Regions from separate parts of the Sus scrofa genome. Here all the other regions are linked to region 1. A link is a contact called in public Hi-C data. All regions are on one chromosome and are shown on one strand. The core of a region is the stretch at or near the end of the contact, and the rest is flanking DNA. Distances in the headings are between cores, read along the strand shown. Region 1 overlaps LOC102160776 (a long non-coding RNA gene). Region 2 has its middle 34 kb from the start of PTP4A1. Region 3 holds the start of PTP4A1 (protein tyrosine phosphatase type IVA 1).

The links. A called contact is a pair of places that touch in the nucleus more often than the background predicts.
Region 2: a Hi-C map of liver shows a contact between it and region 1, with 14 times the contacts expected there. The contact joins two enhancer-like sites. A contact is called at or near these places in 4 of 47 Hi-C or Micro-C datasets (heart right ventricle and liver).
Region 3: a contact with region 1 is called in a Hi-C map of liver, with 5 times the contacts expected there. The contact joins the promoter of PTP4A1 here to the enhancer-like site in region 1. A contact is called at or near these places in 2 of 5 promoter capture datasets (fetal liver and liver) and 6 of 47 Hi-C or Micro-C datasets (embryonic fibroblasts, fetal liver, heart right ventricle and 2 more).

Annotation. Positions count from the first base shown.
Region 1 is chr1:45,060,715-45,063,414 of Sscrofa11.1, reverse strand. It overlaps LOC102160776 (a long non-coding RNA gene), which reads left to right. Exons shown (of 5, transcript XR_002343268.1): 5 at 1-122. Among named protein-coding and RNA genes, the nearest start is that of RSPH4A, 57 kb to the right of the region's middle. Within about 2 kb of position 1,269, at least 5 of the 83 cell types and tissues checked have an H3K27ac peak or open chromatin away from gene starts, as enhancers often do. A contact at or near this core is called in fetal liver and liver, where this site is marked.
Region 2 is chr1:45,134,995-45,137,752 of Sscrofa11.1, reverse strand. No RefSeq gene overlaps it. Among named protein-coding and RNA genes, the nearest start is that of PTP4A1, 34 kb to the left of the region's middle. Within about 2 kb of position 1,447, at least 2 of the 83 cell types and tissues checked have an H3K27ac peak or open chromatin away from gene starts, as enhancers often do. A contact at or near this core is called in liver, where this site is marked.
Region 3 is chr1:45,168,484-45,171,203 of Sscrofa11.1, reverse strand. It overlaps PTP4A1 (protein tyrosine phosphatase type IVA 1), which reads right to left and starts at 1,291. Exons shown (of 6, transcript XM_003121246.4): 1 at 508-1,291.

The DNA.
Region 1 (2,700 bases), core at 20-2,519:
GACTGAAAGCATGCCACATAAATTATAAATGTCTTGAGAGAATTTTCTCTGTGTGTATTTATTCTTTATCTACAATTAAATTTATGATTAAATAAAGATTAAAATTCCTTTCACTCCTCTAACTAAACTTTAATTCTTTGTTTTAAAATCGATGTGAATGTTGAAATAGAGAAATCAGATGTAAACACAGGCATCAATTAATAATTTACCAGGCCACAAAACTTACAAAAAAGATCAAAGTTCAAAGATGACTTGATCATCTAATGGCTTAAACGTTTAACTATCTGGATAAAAAAAATAGTTGTACCTGTGACATATCACTCACTAAAATACTTCCACATGTATTTAACAGTTAAACATTTAAGATGAAATAATTTTGAATATCTAGAAAAATAGAGGTGAATCTGTTTATAATTCCCAAATGAAGAAAAATTTGTAAAGCATAAAAGCAGTAGAAGAAATTTAAAAGCGTAAAATTAGTAGTATATTTACAATAATAAACATTTCAAGGCAACGTCATCCATATCAGCCAACACATGGAAACAACTCACTGTCCAGTTAGAATAAAATAAGTAAATTGTGGTATTTCATATAAGAAAACAATATATAGCAGTAAGAATGTATGATTACAACTACATGGAAAACATACTGAATCCCAGAAACATACTATTGAGTGGACAACCAGCCAGGCTCTTATTGCATGATTTTTTACATAAGATTGAAAAATAGGTAAAGTTAATTTATTGCTTTAGGAGGAGAGCATACCGTTGAGGGATGGTGTAGTAACTGGTCAAGTAAATAGAAAATTCCTGAGGTTTAGGTAAGATTCAGTTTCTTGATCTTAGTGCTGTTTCCATAAGTATGGTCACTTTGTGAATAACCAATGCTTTGTGCATTTATGATCTGTGATTTTTTTGGCATTTTGTCATTTATTAAGAAATTTTTGAAATAATTCATAACTATGAAAACTTTCTATATGGCCAGGTAAGCAAAAGGCAAATTTTTGGCAAAAGTAGAAGGCAAAAGGAGAAGATAGCACATGAATTCATAATTACAAATTTTACAAACTGGGGAATGTTCAATGTTCAAGAAAGTTGGGCGAAATTAATGTTCTCATATAAATTGTGGAAAGGAAACTCAGTTCAAATTTTCCTCATAGCAATTTCATCCGGGATTTATATATATTTTTAGCATTTGCTCCCTCCCACCAAGACTGTTTTTAGTTCAGCATGATTGCAGTTATACACAATGTTCAAATGACCTCAGTTCAAACAACAGAGATAAGCTGCTATTTTTCTTTTTTTTAAAGGGCCACACCTGTGGCATATGGAGGTTCCCAAGCTAGGGGCTGAATTGGAACTGCACCTGCCGGTCTTCAGCACAGCCACAGCAATGCCAGATCCGAGCCACGTCTGTGACCTACACCACAGCTCATGGAAAAGACGGATCCTTAACCCACTGAGCGAGGCCAGAGATCAAAGCCCGAATCTTTATGGAAACTGGTTGGATTCATTTCTGCTGCACCACAAACGGGAACTCTGAAAATCATAATTTTTATGTCTTAATTGTTTTTACTGGTTTTTCCCATTAAAGCGTGGAATGCTCCCAACATACTATATTCTTCCTACTCAGGTGATGATGTCATAACCTAACTTTTAATGATGATTTATATTCAAGTTTCTCGTCATAACTACCCATCTAACTGCTGTAATTGACCAGATACAGAGGCCATCCTCTAATTCTGAAAATTTTGGCTTGTCTATCTTTCAATTATAGCCATAAAACCCAACTAACACTTTTTAAGCTTCGAATGCATTTGCAGGGCAATATGGTTCTTAAGTGAGAGTCACAGCTTATTAATAAACTAGCTAGTCCAAGTACATTATTAATGGCACAAGTATTATATCCCATGATTCCCAAAATATGACAAACCTTGTCATACAAAATCACTCCTCTGAGTGTTTTCCCTGAGTGTGCTCCAGTTGTTTTATTACCACTGAAAGCACATTTAAATGTTATTTTATTAAGCTACCATGAGTTCCAAGAAGAGAGGTAAACTGATAAGCCTAAAGTGATCTGTGAGAAAAACAAAATTTTTGATTCATAATCTGGAAAGATCTTTGTTATACCACAACTATAAGTAAATAGATACAATTACTTCGCAGTGTATATAGATGCTCCTGTCTACATGAAAAACTATTCTTACAGTGTTTTAAACAAATCCATACCCAAATTTTCTTCTCCACATGACCTTCTATCCGTTAAGACAAAGGTTTTTGTTTTTTTTTTTTCTGTTGTTTTCCAAAGGAGACACATATTTTCTGGGACAGAGTTATTTGAGCTTCAAAGTGTATAGAAATTTCCTGTTTGTGTGTTAAAATACAGATTTCAAGGCCTAGACATCCACTGTGTAGGTTCATTATGATCTACATTTATGGTGCATGAATTTGATAATTTTTACTTGATATTTAAAACACGAGAGAGAGAGAGAGAATGTGAGACAAGAGAGAAAGACAGGTTTTTTTTTTTTTTACAAATTTGAGCTCCAGCAGTAAAACCCAGATGATTCCTCCTGAATCTGTGTTGCCAGGGATCTGTGACATGTATCTGCCAGGGCTTCCTGCCTGTTTTTAAGGAGCAAGAGCAAGTTCATGCCCCACTGTCCCCTGTAATGGGTTCCTCAGTGGGACAAGCATTACT
Region 2 (2,758 bases), core at 198-2,697, 74 kb before region 1:
TACTGGTCCTTCCATTCTTCATTCTTCGGATGACAGGCTTCCTATGATGGCAGAAGTGGTGGTGTAGGTCCAGGCACCACCAGCTTCCGTTTCATGCAGGAACCACGGTGCCAGATGCCCACAACTTGTCTCATCATCTTGGTTTTGCCACTGAAGGGTCGGGTGTACTCAGCGTGCTGACTTCCATTTTCCTGAGGGAGGCACCGTAATGTGTCCTATATTTACCCATGATTCTGACCTTCTTGGTGCATTTAGCCATGTCTCCATAAACTTGATCCAAGCGCAGAAAGCGAGAGGAAGTATTTTTAGAAATTCAAAATCTGACCTGACCTGAACTCACTTAGCAATGAAAACTACTGAACAGGGAGTCCCCGTTGTGGCTCAGCAGATAAACCTGGCTAGCATCCACGAGCTCGCAGGTTCAATCCCTGGCCCCTCTCAGGGGGTTAAGGATCCGCCGTTGCCCTGAGCTGTGGTGTAGGTTGGCAGCTGCCTTCTTACTGGACCCCTAGCCTGGGAACTTTCATATGCCGAGGCCGCGACCTTAAAAAAAAGAAAACAACTGAACAGATGTATGACAGGACAGAACCTATGTCCCAGGACTGCAGAGACACCACTGATCCTGTGACACCACAGTAGAAACTCCAAACATAACTTTTATATGCATTGGGAAACAAACAAACAAAAATTTTGTGACTCACTTTATTGTGATATTTGCTTTATTGCAGTGTTATGGAACAGAACCTCAGGTTTCTCTGAGATACGTCTGTAGAAGTTGTCAGTCCAGGTTGATATGACAGTGGTGCCAATGGCTCAATCTCTTCCCTGTCTTATACTTCTGACACAGGTAGCTTCCTTTCCCAAGGTTACCTCATGGACAAAGGAGGCTGTTAGAGCTCTTGCCATTATGTCCATATTCCAGCTGTAGGAGGAAGGAAGGATGAAGAGGTCACGCCCCTTTTCTTTAAAGACACTTCCCAGAAGTTGCACATACCATTTCCTCATATATCCCCGAAATTAGATGACCACACCTAATTGTAAAAGGTTATTTTTCAGTCATTTGTATGCCTAGCTGAAAATTAAGATTCTATTGCCAAGGAAAAAGGGGAGAATGGATATTGAGAGATGGTCAGCAGATTCTGTTTGAGCTATTATTATCCTCAATCTTACAAATGGAGAAATTGAGTCATAGAGAAGTTATATTGACTTACTAAGATCTCATAACTGGTAGAGCCAAGATTCAAATCCAGGTCTATCAAACTTCAGAGCTCTTAAGTACTACTTTGAAGTGTTTCTACCTTAAAACAGTTATTTGACTATTCTGTTTCTTCCACTAAATTAGTATAAAGAAAACCTTTCTGACTAAGTTGCTAGGTCAAACTGTTGAAACAATGGAATCCTTTATTTTACCAAGCATTCTTGGCAAAGAGCATAGCACTGGTATCAACTTGTGCAATGAAGCCTTCACTTCTGCTGACCTTTTGGAAAGGAGGATTCGCAGAATTTAGTGACAGGTTAGAAAATTGCCTGGCTGATAGATTAAAGTCTTATTTCCAGTCTTCTACTTGTTTGGGGTTGCAACAAGTTTAAACTTCATTAAAATATGCTTTTTGGAGTTCCCGTCATGGCTCAGTGGAAACAAATCTGACTGGCATCCATGAGGGTGAGGGTTTGATCCCTGGCCTTGCTCAGAGGGCTAAGGATCTGACGTTGCCGTGAGCTGTGATACAGGTCATAGACGCGGCTTGGATCTGGTGTGGCTGTGGCTGTGGCATAGGCCAGAGGCTACAGCTCCAATTAGATCCCTAGCCTGGAAATCTCCATATGCAGCAGGTGCAGCCCTAAAAGACAAAAAAAAAAAAAAAAAAAAAAAAAAAAAATCTTTGCTATTCTATTGATAGTTTATATTTCAAACAAGGGAATAATTAAAGTTTTCAATTGGGGCAATAAAGAATAATTTACTATAGAAAAAAACAACTGTATTAGGATGGATTTTTCCATCAAAAATATATTTTTAAATCAGACAGCACATATTAGAATAAATCAGATCATACTACTTCTAAGTTATTTGAACATTATTACATTTGGATTATTAACCTGAACCTGATTCTCTAATATCTTACTTGAGTAAAAATCTAAATCAGGAGTTCCCGTCGTGGCGCAGTGGTTAACGAATCCGACTAGGAACCATGAGGTTGCGGGTTCGGTCCCTGCCCTTGCTCAGTGGGTTAACGATCCGGCGTTGCCGTGAGCTGTGGTGAAGGTTGCAGACGCGGCTCGGATCCTGCGTTTGCTGTGGCTCTGGCATAGGCCGGTGGCTACAGCTCCGATTCAACCCCTAGCCTGGGAACCTCCATATGCCGCGGGAGCGGCCCAAGAAGTAGCAGCAACAACAACAACAACAACAACAACAACAACAACAAAAGACAAAAGACAAAAAAAAAAAAAAAAAAAAATCTAAATCATACAACATATTATAAACTAGGTCTTCCTTCCTTCTTTCCTTCCTTCCTCCCTCCCTTCCATTCCACGAAGCATTATTTGTTCTTTTTTATTTTTTTAAGCTTCAGTTTTTATTCAGGTTCTTGGTCTCTGCTTAGCTTAGCTTATGAGGGTTTTAAATCTTCCTTATGCCTGCCTAGCTCTTTGCTTTCCTAGCACTAAGGGAGAACATGTGAATGTGAATGAATAAATTAACAAAGAAGTAATTGCCAATTTTTAACCAATGTCACAACTTCATGTTGCTCTGTGGCTTAAA
Region 3 (2,720 bases), core at 42-2,541, 110 kb before region 1:
GACGAGCCCGGACTTGCTCCCATTGTCCGGAGCCGGTGGGGCGGGGCGGGCCGCTCACCTGGTGGGGCCGCGCGGGCCCGGGTCACGGGTTCGCGCCGCGTCTTCAGTCCGGCGCCGAGGCCATTTTGTCCGAGCGCCGGCCGCAGCCGCGGGGCCCTGGGTGGCCGCACAGGCCCAATCCCGCCGGCTCCGCGAAGGAGTCCGGCCCAGCCCGCGAGCAGCCGCCTCGCCCACCCGCCCGCAGGGTCTGGGGGCGCGCCCGCTGCAGTGACGCGCAACCCGCGCCCCACCCGGGCCACGTCCCCGCTCCCGGGCCCTGCGGCAGACAAAGGGGCCTTGGGGCGCCGCCGGGTGCCGGAGCGAGGTGGTGGTCACAAAGCGGCTCCCGTGCCACCGCGCAGCCCGGCGCCCCGGGCTTGGCCCTCAGCGCTCGCCCGCCAGTACCAGCGGGACCCGGGCGGAGCCAGGCTCCGAACAAAGGCGGCGGCACGGGGTACGGGTACTCACAGGAATATGTCTACTCATTGAAGATTGTGGCTTAATCATACAGCCGGTCCCGAGGCGGCGGCGACACAGGCGGCAGCGGTAGGGCAGGGGTGGCGGTGGTCCTCGCGGGCTAGCGGCGGCTTCGCTGGAGGCAGCGAGGGCAGTGGACTCGATCCTGCAGCGAGCGGCTCCGGGGAGAGCGCGCAGCCTCGCCGGCCCGCAGCCCAATGAGCCAATACGTGCGCCGAGGCGCCCTTGCGTCACAAGCCCTCTTATTTATAGCAAGAGTGACGTGAACGCCCAGGCGGCCAATCGCAGTCGGGCCTCAATCCTAGCGCCGACGAGCGGGGGCGGAGGCCCGCCTCGCCGACGTCACAGCGCGGCGGCGGCCGCCGGTGTGAACCGGTTGATGAATGGCGACCGGCTGCAATCAGAGCGCCTACCAGGCGGGGGTGGGAAGGGTCATTGGAGGGTCTGCAGGGGAAGCCCCGTACGGGGATGAGAGGCTGCTCTACGTAACTAAACCCCTGACGAGTGCACTCTCATCTCAGGAGGAGGCCCGAAGTTGGCCTCAACTAGAATGCAGTGCACTTCGGACTGGAGCGTAGTCTCAATCCCAGGCCTACTTCTTTTGCCGTAAGTCAGATCCCAGTCATTTTGACCAGCGGTTTGCCTGGGCACCTGCGCCCTGCGATCCCCAACGTGAAATCTTCCTGTGGCTCCACCTGCCCGCGACAACACCTGTGATGTTTCGGTCCTGCCCCCGGTAGCGCGAGCGGAGAGGACTTATTTCAGCAAACATTCGTGTATAGAAAACGGAGAGTGTCTTGTGATGCAGATAAAGCCCTCTGTTCCCCAGTCTTTTTTGGTCACGCCTTCATGCTACGCACGCGGGCAACTGTAGTTGGCTCAAGCGTGGCATTTCTAAATCACAGGCATCCTTTGTACTGCTGCTCACTTGATGTGTTGTCACAGATAATAAAAGGTTAGGCAGCGTTTTAAAAATTAAGAATCTTCGATTTTGCCAGACTGATGTGATTCTTTGCCTCAAAGCTATTGCTTTCCTTTTTGTTCATTTTCAGAACTGTTCCACTGTTCGTAATTTAGACTTTTAGGAAGTAAAGCCTTATCACAGTTGTTCTGTCTTGCACCCGGGCAATTCTGTCTTTTATGATCTGAAAACTCTTTCTCTTCTGGAAGGAGTAAACAGGAGTTTTACCTGCTTTGAAGAACTAGGTTTTCTACTCAGGCCTTTTGTTTGCTGTTTTCACTGAGCATAGATTGGAGAGGGCTTTAGGGATCAAATTGTTTTCTTGGTCAGTGTACTGCAGCATCTTAGGATTTATTAAAACGTCTACTTAAGAGACTGTGCTTGTGTAGACAACTTTTTAAAAATTTTTATTGGAGCATAGTTGATTTACAATGTGTTTCAGGTGTATAGCAAAGTGATTCAGTTATACCTATATCCCTTCTTTTCCCCACATAAATTATTACAGAATATTGAGTACAGTTCCCTGTGCTATACAGCAGGTCCTTGTCAGTTATCTGTTTTATAAAGAATATTGTGTATATGTTAATCCCAAACTCCTAATTTATCCCTCCTCCAACCTTTCTTCTCTGGTAACCATAAGTTTGTTTTAAAAGTCTGTGAATCTGTTTCGGTTTTGTAAATAAGTTCATTTATATCATTTTTTTTTTAGATTCCACATATAAATGATATTATGACATTTGTGATATTCAACTTTGTTTATAAGCATATACTCTGCAAACAAAGTGCTTTCAAAAAAATAAAGAACTGGATCAGGCAGGCTTTCACAGGAACAGAAGTCATCTTCATTTTAAAGAAATTGCTTGCCTAGGACACTTCTGAATCCATCTACATCAAGGAAGATTAAAGAGCTTGAGAAATATATGATGTCCCTTCACAAACTATAAACGAGTAAAAATGTAAATATTTAAAATCCTAAAAAAAATAGGAGTATTGAAAAAATTGTCCTAGGATGAGAGAAACCTTGTTAAGAAGATAAGGGAACTCAAGTCACAAAGGAAAAGTCAGATTTCATTATGTAAAAATTTAAAACTTTGATATGGAAAAGCTTGAGCAACATATACAATAGTGTAGGTAAAAAAATAAAAAAATAAAAATAAAAAAGGAGTTCCCGTTGTGGCTCAGTGGTTAACGAATCCAACTAGGAACCATGAAGTTGAGCGTTTGATCCCTGGCCTCGCTCAGT